Regions from separate parts of the Mus musculus genome. Here all the other regions are linked to region 1. The links are chromatin contacts, called in public Hi-C maps. All regions are on one chromosome and are shown on one strand. Each heading gives the region's core, a stretch centred on a gene start, on an enhancer-like site or on the middle of the called end of the contact. The rest is flanking DNA. Distances are from core to core; before and after follow the strand shown.

Region 1 (2,700 bases), core at 142-2,641:
ATCGAATTAGATGGTTTCTATTCAAGAGTACCCACAATGTATCCTAAATGTTAAAGAATTAAAGGGCATGTCCAGCCTATTTAAGTGAATTTCTAGGGCAGAACCTCTACTTTTACCACATTATGCCTATGCATGTATAGTTAGGCATACATGTGGTTAAAATGAGATACATTATGGGGAGGGACATTCACAGATAAATGAATATATAAATTAATCTATCAATCAAAATAGAGGACTCTCTGACCACAGCTTCTCCTGCCTTAGATTCCATAAAAAGCCTGGGGTTCTGGGTACCTTCATTCATGTGGCCTGCTGTCAATCTTGACAGTGTGTCCCTCAAATAAAGTTCTCTTGCTCCTTTTGTAAATCTGTGTAGCCCTTATTTTCAGTTTTCTGGGAAAGAGGCTGAGAACTTGGAAACACCCAACCCCATCCTGACCTCAGACCACCAGTGACAGAGATGGTCTGCTATGGAATTTAAATGAGATCTTAGGCTGGCTCCTGAGTGCACTGGGGTTACAGCTGATAAGGTGCCACCCGAGGACGGCTCCAGGAAGTGAAGACGTTTCATTCATAATCAAACGTCAATAATCTAGTTTGTGAGATTCTCGGGAGATGTATGGGAAGGATGCAGGGCAAACTCAAGGTCATATATACTAAGGCCCTATGCACAGTTCATTGCTATTTTAACATTCTTACTTTAAAATATCTCTCTACGAAAGGAATATGGTCTCTATGCCAGTACGCTTACAACAGATGCTAGTTGTGCCGAAATGCTTGACTCCCAGAGAGTCTTTGATTAGATTCCCAGAGTAAGGGGCTCCCTCCCTTTCACATGTTCCCATAATCATCCCCTTTTCTCCCCTGCCTCACATAGGTCAATGACTAGATCCTGATGGGCCCCACCTCTAAAGGTTTCTACCATCTCCCAATAGTGCCAAGTTGGGACAAAACTTTCAACTCATAGGTCCTTGGGACGCAATCTAAATCTCTCTTTTGCCATTTTAGATCATTCCCCACTCTCCAGAACTCAACCCTCTGACCTCCATTTTTAGTTTTTCCAATGAGGGGCCCAGCAAGGAGGCAAAAAAGTTAGGCTCCTCATTCCCGGCTGCTTTTCCACTCATGGCTGTGGATTCTACCAGGACTCGCTGTTGCAGAATATTTGATCACACTGGGAACTCTGAGAGTATGCTGTTTACTGGAAAAACCTGTTTTTAGTTGTGCTGTGTCACATGCCTTTAATCCAAGAGCTTTTTGTTTATTGTAAACATGATTAAATAACACCAGCCATAGGTCAGAGCAAGCAACCAGCTGACAGGGAGTAAACACAGGAAAAGAACCACAGAGTGTGAGAGGAAGTCAGGAGGGCGGATAGAGAGGCACACAGGAAGTAGAAGGGAGGGCCATTCAGTTTGAAGGGTTTTGGAGACAATGTGAAGAAGGAGAGCTTGCTCTGCCGTTGGGAGGTCGGCTGAGGAAGAAGGTCAGCTGGGTGCTTTCTCTGCCTCTCCGAGCTAGCAGGCTTTCACACCAGCATCTGGTAAATTGAACAGTTGAGATTTTGTTAACAACCTTTCCTCACTCCTGAGCCCCACAGGGCTCCAGGAACTGCTCTCCTTCTCCACCCTCGGGGTTAGCCACGGGAAGCTTCCCAGGGTTCCTTTCGGCAGTTCTCCGTCCCTCAGCTGTGCCTCAGGAGACCAACAGAAAACAAAATGTAGTTTCTGCTAGGACTCTACATGATGCAATGCAGGAAAAAAAAGTTTACAATATAAGGTGAAGTGACAGAATCAGGCTAGAACAATCTCAGCCTGCATACAAATAAATATATTTAGAAAAAAGAAAACATTTGTGCACAGAGAGAGGAAAGACTAGAAAGAAACATGGGAGGATCTGTCACAGTGTCTGGGCTACAAGGTTACAGGTGATTTTTCTCGTCTCTATACAACTCTATATTGTACACTTTGTGTATTTGTTTATTTTGAGACGTGATCTTGCTATGTAGCCCAGGCTGGCCTAGAACTTGTCAATCTTCTTCTACTTAGATTCTAGTCTATTGTGCACATTCTTAGAAGTAACCATGTATCACCTTTAAAGTGGAATATATATATATATATATATATATATATATATATATATATATATTTAAACAAAACTGAAAGTGAAATTGGTTTTTTTGTAAATAATAGATCATAGATTTTTTTTAGTGAATATATGATAATATATCATAGTATATAGGATATTGTAGTATAGAAAGAAATATAAGTATTTTTTGCTGAGCCTTAACTATTATCATTTACATCTCACCCATTACTGGGACTGCTCCTTAAGCCTGCCCAGTGCCTAATATAACTTCTGTGGGGCAGCCTTTTCAGAGGCTTCACTTCTTTCAGCTCTGGCTTTGGCCTGGTGCTCAGCTGTGCCTGGTGGTCAGGGAGGGGAGAAGGGAGAAGGGGCCTCAGTGCAGCCGATAGGTCAGTCTGAGCAAGCCAGTAGTGTGTTGACAACTCTCTGGAGTATATCCTTGGCTATCACTTTATGCTAGTTGGTGGATATACTAAGTGATCTTAGGTCTCTATTAGCAAATATCATGTCACTGTGCTTGGAATCAGAAACCTGCTACAAATACCGAACAGCAGTTAACTTATTAAAATTAACATTCAGACTTATTAATAATTATTCATCTGTTTATTAATT
Region 2 (2,700 bases), core at 94-2,593, 520 kb before region 1:
TCTTAGGCCAGCAAGCTTATTTACCAGAGTCATCTAGGAAGACTTTAAGGAAATATTATTAGGACTAGGGCTATCACTCACCAGAGGACTCTGTGTGTGTGTGTGTGTGTGTGTGTGTGTGTGTGTGTGTGTGTAGCATGAGGAAGGTCCTAGGACTGCTTCTAGACATACATCCTGTTACCCAGGATACATCCCTACACAGCATCAAGTAACTGGTGAAACTGCGGGAAAATAGCTGTTGGGACAACTGATCATTATTAATCACAAAATGAAATTATTTAGGCAACAACTCTCAGACCAGTGAACTGTCTTGAGCTTTAACTCAAACCCACTATGTCAGGACTCTGGGAGAAGAACCTGGCAGTCTATGCTTTATGAAGCTTCCTGGATAGTTCCAAAGACTGGAGGCTTAAACCACCATGCCATGCCATCAGCAGACCTTTTCGGGGAGACTCAGGTTCCCATCTCTCAGACTTATTCAGGAAGGGGAGTGCTCCTGTCATGATATATCTGCCCAGCATCATCCAGAAACTCAGCTTTCAATGATAACCTTAAGCATCAAGTTCAGCTGAGAGAGTTGGGTCCTAGGTTTCCAGGGCCTTGAGTTTGAGTCTTGTCAAGTTTACAGAACGAACAGCAGAACAAGAGTGAGTTGAGTTGTTAGCCCAAGGAAGGGCTAGAAGCAGAGAGTTTAGAGGTTGGTCTCAACCTTGACTGCACCCTGCATTCCCCTGCAGGTAATTCTCCCAGCCTTCATCCCAGCCTCTGATATAGATACCATGTGAGTGAGACCTGAGTATCAGGCATGCAAGGTGCTCAGGCAGTGGGAATGTGCAGCTAAGGCAAAGATGACCTTGGCTTCTGAACTTTATTGTTTGAGACAGGAGCTCGCGTAGTAGTCAAGGATGACTTCGAACTTGTGATCTTCTTGCCTCTACCTCCAAAGAGCTTGGACTGCAGGCATGCTTAGTTTTCCCCAGAGCTGAAGTTACACCCAGGGCTTCACGCCGGACAAGCCTTTATCACCTGAGCTATATCCCTATACCCACTTGGTTTCCTATTTATTTATTTAGCTATTATTTTAATCTTTTTCTAACAGACTTTGGGCTCCTCACTCTTTGCTCCATGCAGATGTCAGGGGTGATACTTAGGTAGAACTCTTGGGTTTAGTTTCTTGAGTATCCTCAAAGTCACACATGTGGTCGGTTAGTCCACAGAACAGGAGAGAGAGCACAGGACACCAGGTGTGCCTTGTTCCATTTCACTGTCTGAGTTATAAGTACCTAAGTCATTGGGGCACACACTCGGCAAAATCAACAAAGGCAAGAACAGGCCCAGCACAGGGCACGATATCCTGAATTAGGAAGCCCTCTTCTATTGTTGCTTTAGTTTGTGGGTCCTTAGCAGGGAAGTGGGGGTACTCCCCATTTCAAAACCAAGAAGGGTCAGGGTGTACTGAGTGGTAGAGCACATGCTTAGCAAGCAAAAGGTCCCCAGCACCATCCAACCACATGCTCTTTATCCTCACTCTAGCACTAGCTTAACAGCACAGCAGCAACCACAAAACCTAGAGATCTCGATTACACATTTGTTCCACTTTCAAAAAAAAAAAAAGAGAGAAGTTAGCTGGCTTGCTTCACCAAGAAGCAAACTCATTTCCACTCAGTGGCTGTCCTCAGGACGATGACACAGGCATGCGTGAGGCTCAGATACTGGAGCTATCAGACCTCATCTCATTTCTTCCCCGACTCACAAAGATTTTCTCCGGGGTCCTCACCAGATGTGCACCCTGTGAGTCCCAGATGTGTTTGCATAAATACCGTCAACAAGCATTTGTAAGTGAGCCTTCTTTAGTATCTGCTGACTCAGGGCCGAACAGTCAGATGATGAGATGTAGCCTACCTTCAAGTTTCTGACAGTGACATTGTGATGTTAAAAGGTGACATTGAGTCATTCTTTAAGGACCAGAAGGAGAAATGATGAAATGAAGGAGCTCTGGGAAGTTTGGGATGGGGTCACTTGATATAACCATGACCAGGCCAGCCATCAGAACACTCCTGTTGGAGCCCTGCTGACCGGTGGCAGGCAAGGCCTACCTGCATTTCACACACTGCCTTCAGGGTTTCTTCTGCCTTTTGCTTGCTGACACCTCTTCTTTCCACACCCACTGTATCCTCACCCCACCCTCAGCTCTGCCAATTTTATCCCCATCCCCACCACTCATGTCCTGAATAATATCCAAATTGTTAGCCCCGAAATATGAGAATAAATGAGGAAGTTATAGCAGGTGGGCGGAACTCCCGAGGGACAACCAAGAAGCACACCAGGAAAGAAGATAGGTAGACGAACAAAGTTGACATCAGGTATGCCGCCCTGGTGTCTGTGCCCCAGGCTGAGAAGGCACGGCACTTACCCACTCACCTGCCTTCCGGAGCACTTTTAGGGAACAAGTTCTAAAATGGGAAGGGCTCTTCCAGGGTTCCTTCGTTATGAACATGGAGTCGGGGAAGGAGTGGATATGTAGGGTGTCTGAGGCAAAAGAAGAAAACCTGAAAGCCCCGTGGAGCTTACTTAACCTAGGTAGCGCTCATTTTCTGGAGATCTGTTTTATGGCCAGGGTGCTAGGTGCTAGACTCTAGTGCTGTGTGACATGGCACCAGTTATTGCCGTTCTTCACAAAGCAAAGGCAAGTGCTAGAGC
Region 3 (2,700 bases), core at 98-2,597, 550 kb before region 1:
AAGAAGTTCCTTTTCACCTCCCAGGGCAGCAATGAAGAGACTGGTGCTCCATCAAGAGGCGCCCAGGCACAGTGGATGAGGGAGGAGCCCTTGAACCCGCAGGGCAGGCTCTGGCAACTGTTTTTTCTTTTTCTTTCCACACCACAAGACTGTCTGGCTGAGACAGATTGGGGTTCACAGAGTCCAGAACATCATTTTGTTTTTGTGGCTCTCCCTGAGGGCCAGTTAGAGAACAATAAGCCGCTAACCAGGATCGGGCCAGCCACAGCGGGCTCCAGGAGGAGTGACTTTCTTGTGTTTTAGGGTGGGACCTGCCTACGCTGGAAATGGCTTTCACTTCCCTGGTCCTGTTCTAGAGACTTCTGGAATGCTATTTGCAGGCTTGGAGATACTCAGGTTTCAAATATTTCTTTTTTTCCCCCCACTCTCTGATTCTTTTGAAGTTCCCTTCCCTCATCCTTCCCATTCACCAAGAAAGGTGTCCCTTCTCTTTCCCGCCTCAACAGCATTAAAGGTCACATGTTAGTGAGAATACAGTTTTTAAAAAAAAGCCACTCCCTAGAACTAGGTGCATGCACTGACAAAGAACCCTGGGTGTGGCTGAGCAGGTTCACCCGGACAGGGCACTCTTGGGGTTGATCTTTCGCTAGGGAAAGTATCCTCCACTAGATAGTTCTGGACTTGAATCTTGATCCCAAAAGGACCCTGGCTTGACAGTGCAGAGCATTCTTTCTGCAAGTGGCCAGCCTGGGGCCTCTACTGTACCAGCGTTTCGTACTGACTCACCCAGGCAGCGCTTTGCTAGACAATTTACTGTTTTTCTGTAGCCTTCAAACTCCAGCTATTAATTTTTGAGTGTGTTTAGGTGCAGCTGCAACACAGAAGTTTTGCTCATTGATTTCTTGAAGCATTTATTATGCTATGTAGGCTGTTGTTATGAATCATTTAGATTTATGAGCCAGTGCCTGCTACCCTGCAGAGCCCAAGGATCCTGAAGAAATCGTTTATACACACCCAATTCTTATACGTCCTTGAATGGGGTTCTCACCAAGCATACAAAACAGGAACCCCACGGGAGGTAGCTGGCTTTATTTCTCCTTGGCCTGGACATGGCTGAAGGCTGCCTTACCTTCCTGCTCCAGGGAACTCTTAGAGAAGAACAGAGGACTAAACATTGAGTGGAGAAGGTAGACTCCAGGAATGTGTGTAAAGTGAACGGTGTGAGGCAGTGGCTTTCTGTGCCAACAGTTCTGGTAACTTACCTGAAATGAGAGTTCTCAGACCCCACCCAAGACCTGCTGAGTCAGGACTCTGGGGTGGATCCAGTGATCTGTGTCGAAACCAGACTTTATGCGTGCCAAAGGATGAGTGTGGCCAGCGTGGCAAAGGGCCTGAAACCAAGAGTCACTCGCCCTGGAAACTTCTCCAAGTCTACAGTTTACAGTGAGACAATGGGGAAGCCGCTCTCCTTCTCAAATGGGAAAATAGTGCCTTGATATGGCTTCAAATAATTTTTCACAGACCAAATACTGTTGTCAAGGTGAAAGGCATTCAGATAAGACATCATGTGAATGTAAAATATACTTATTATTTTTTGCATAATAAGAGCTCCAACAAAATTCAGATACATTGGAAATCAGTGTCTAAAATAGTTTAACTATGACATTACATATATATATATATATCTTGTGTGAGTGTGTGTGTGTGTGTGTTTGCTGGGGGTTGAGTTTAGAGCCTGATGCATATGGATATTGCTGTACCAGTAACATAAAAATTAAGCTCCCAAAATATAATTTTAAAGGTGGATATTCTAATTTGCTTTAACAATGGGTGTGTGTGCATGTGTGTGTGTGTGTGTGTACGTGAGAGAGACAGACAGACAGACAGACAGAGAGAGAGACAGAAAGCCAGTAGGAGTTAATTTTCTCTTCCCTCATGTCATGAGGTTCAGTGACAAGTGCCTTTACTTAATGAGCCATTTTGCCAACCCTTTAATAATGCAATTCACAAAGTCAAATGGGAAATACATAAAGCATCCCTGTTAGAGAAAAGTGGTTCTGGTTTTTATTGTGCATTAAAAGAAGCATCTTTAACCAGCTGCTCTTCTGGCTTCAGGGCATTTCTGTTTATCCTAACTCCTGTCAAGTGGACTCAAGGATGAGTGCGCTGGGAGTTTATAGAGAGTGAAAGGACTTACACAGACACAGGTGGGTGACGTTTATTTGTTTTCCTGTTTCATCCTCAGTGAAAATGGAGCCTGGCCGATCAGCAGCGAGCACAACCTCCACAGGACAGGAGTGTGTGGCTGTCTCTCAGCTTTTCAGGCTGGGCTTGTTTCCTTTCACTTCCTTTCAAAGGCTCCATTGTCCTCTTCTTCAGTCATCTTTGTTTCTCTTCTCTGAACTCTTTCCAGATCCTTCAGGCACAGCCTCTGTTGATACTCAGGCTTCTCACTTAGCGAACTCGAGGCTGTATAAGAACCCCAGTGTCCATCAGAGACCAGGGAGGATTCTGGGAGGATGATCTCATAGCCCAGCTCCCTTCCCCACTGAACTTCCCCAGCAAAGCTCTGTCCTCGTACCAAGGTCAAGGCTGTGGCTGTCTCTCAGTCCAGGAATTCCATCCAGACCACTGGTTCAGAACCACGGCTGTACATTGGAATCACCTCATAATGCCAGTTCTCCAACTCCCAGGATTCCC

What was found. A called contact is a pair of places that touch in the nucleus more often than the background predicts.
Region 2: a contact with region 1 is called in a Hi-C map of the Ba/F3 cell line, with 2.3 times the contacts expected there. The contact joins two enhancer-like sites. A contact is called at or near these places in 3 of 484 Hi-C or Micro-C datasets (the Ba/F3 cell line, the G1E-ER4 cell line and Th1 cells) and 1 of 115 datasets of contacts at active chromatin or transcription factors (extraembryonic endoderm stem cells).
Region 3: a contact with region 1 is called in a Hi-C map of liver, with 3 times the contacts expected there. The contact joins two enhancer-like sites. A contact is called at or near these places in 1 of 484 Hi-C or Micro-C datasets (liver), 1 of 115 datasets of contacts at active chromatin or transcription factors (embryonic stem cells) and 1 of 9 other capture datasets (embryonic stem cells).

The regions. Positions count from the first base shown.
Region 1 is chr3:85,193,775-85,196,474 of GRCm38.p6, forward strand. No RefSeq gene overlaps it. Among named protein-coding and RNA genes, the nearest start is that of Gm31096, 73 kb to the left of the region's middle. Within about 2 kb of position 1,392, at least 120 of the 459 cell types and tissues checked have an H3K27ac peak or open chromatin away from gene starts, as enhancers often do. A contact at or near this core is called in the Ba/F3 cell line, the G1E-ER4 cell line, Th1 cells and 1 more, where this site is marked.
Region 2 is chr3:84,677,483-84,680,182 of GRCm38.p6, forward strand. The region is part of intron 1 of Tmem154 (transmembrane protein 154); the gene reads left to right. Among named protein-coding and RNA genes, the nearest start is that of Tmem154, 13 kb to the left of the region's middle. Within about 2 kb of position 1,344, at least 92 of the 459 cell types and tissues checked have an H3K27ac peak or open chromatin away from gene starts, as enhancers often do. A contact at or near this core is called in the Ba/F3 cell line, the G1E-ER4 cell line and Th1 cells, where this site is marked.
Region 3 is chr3:84,645,309-84,648,008 of GRCm38.p6, forward strand. No RefSeq gene overlaps it. Among named protein-coding and RNA genes, the nearest start is that of Tmem154, 20 kb to the right of the region's middle. Within about 2 kb of position 1,348, at least 94 of the 459 cell types and tissues checked have an H3K27ac peak or open chromatin away from gene starts, as enhancers often do. A contact at or near this core is called in liver, where this site is marked.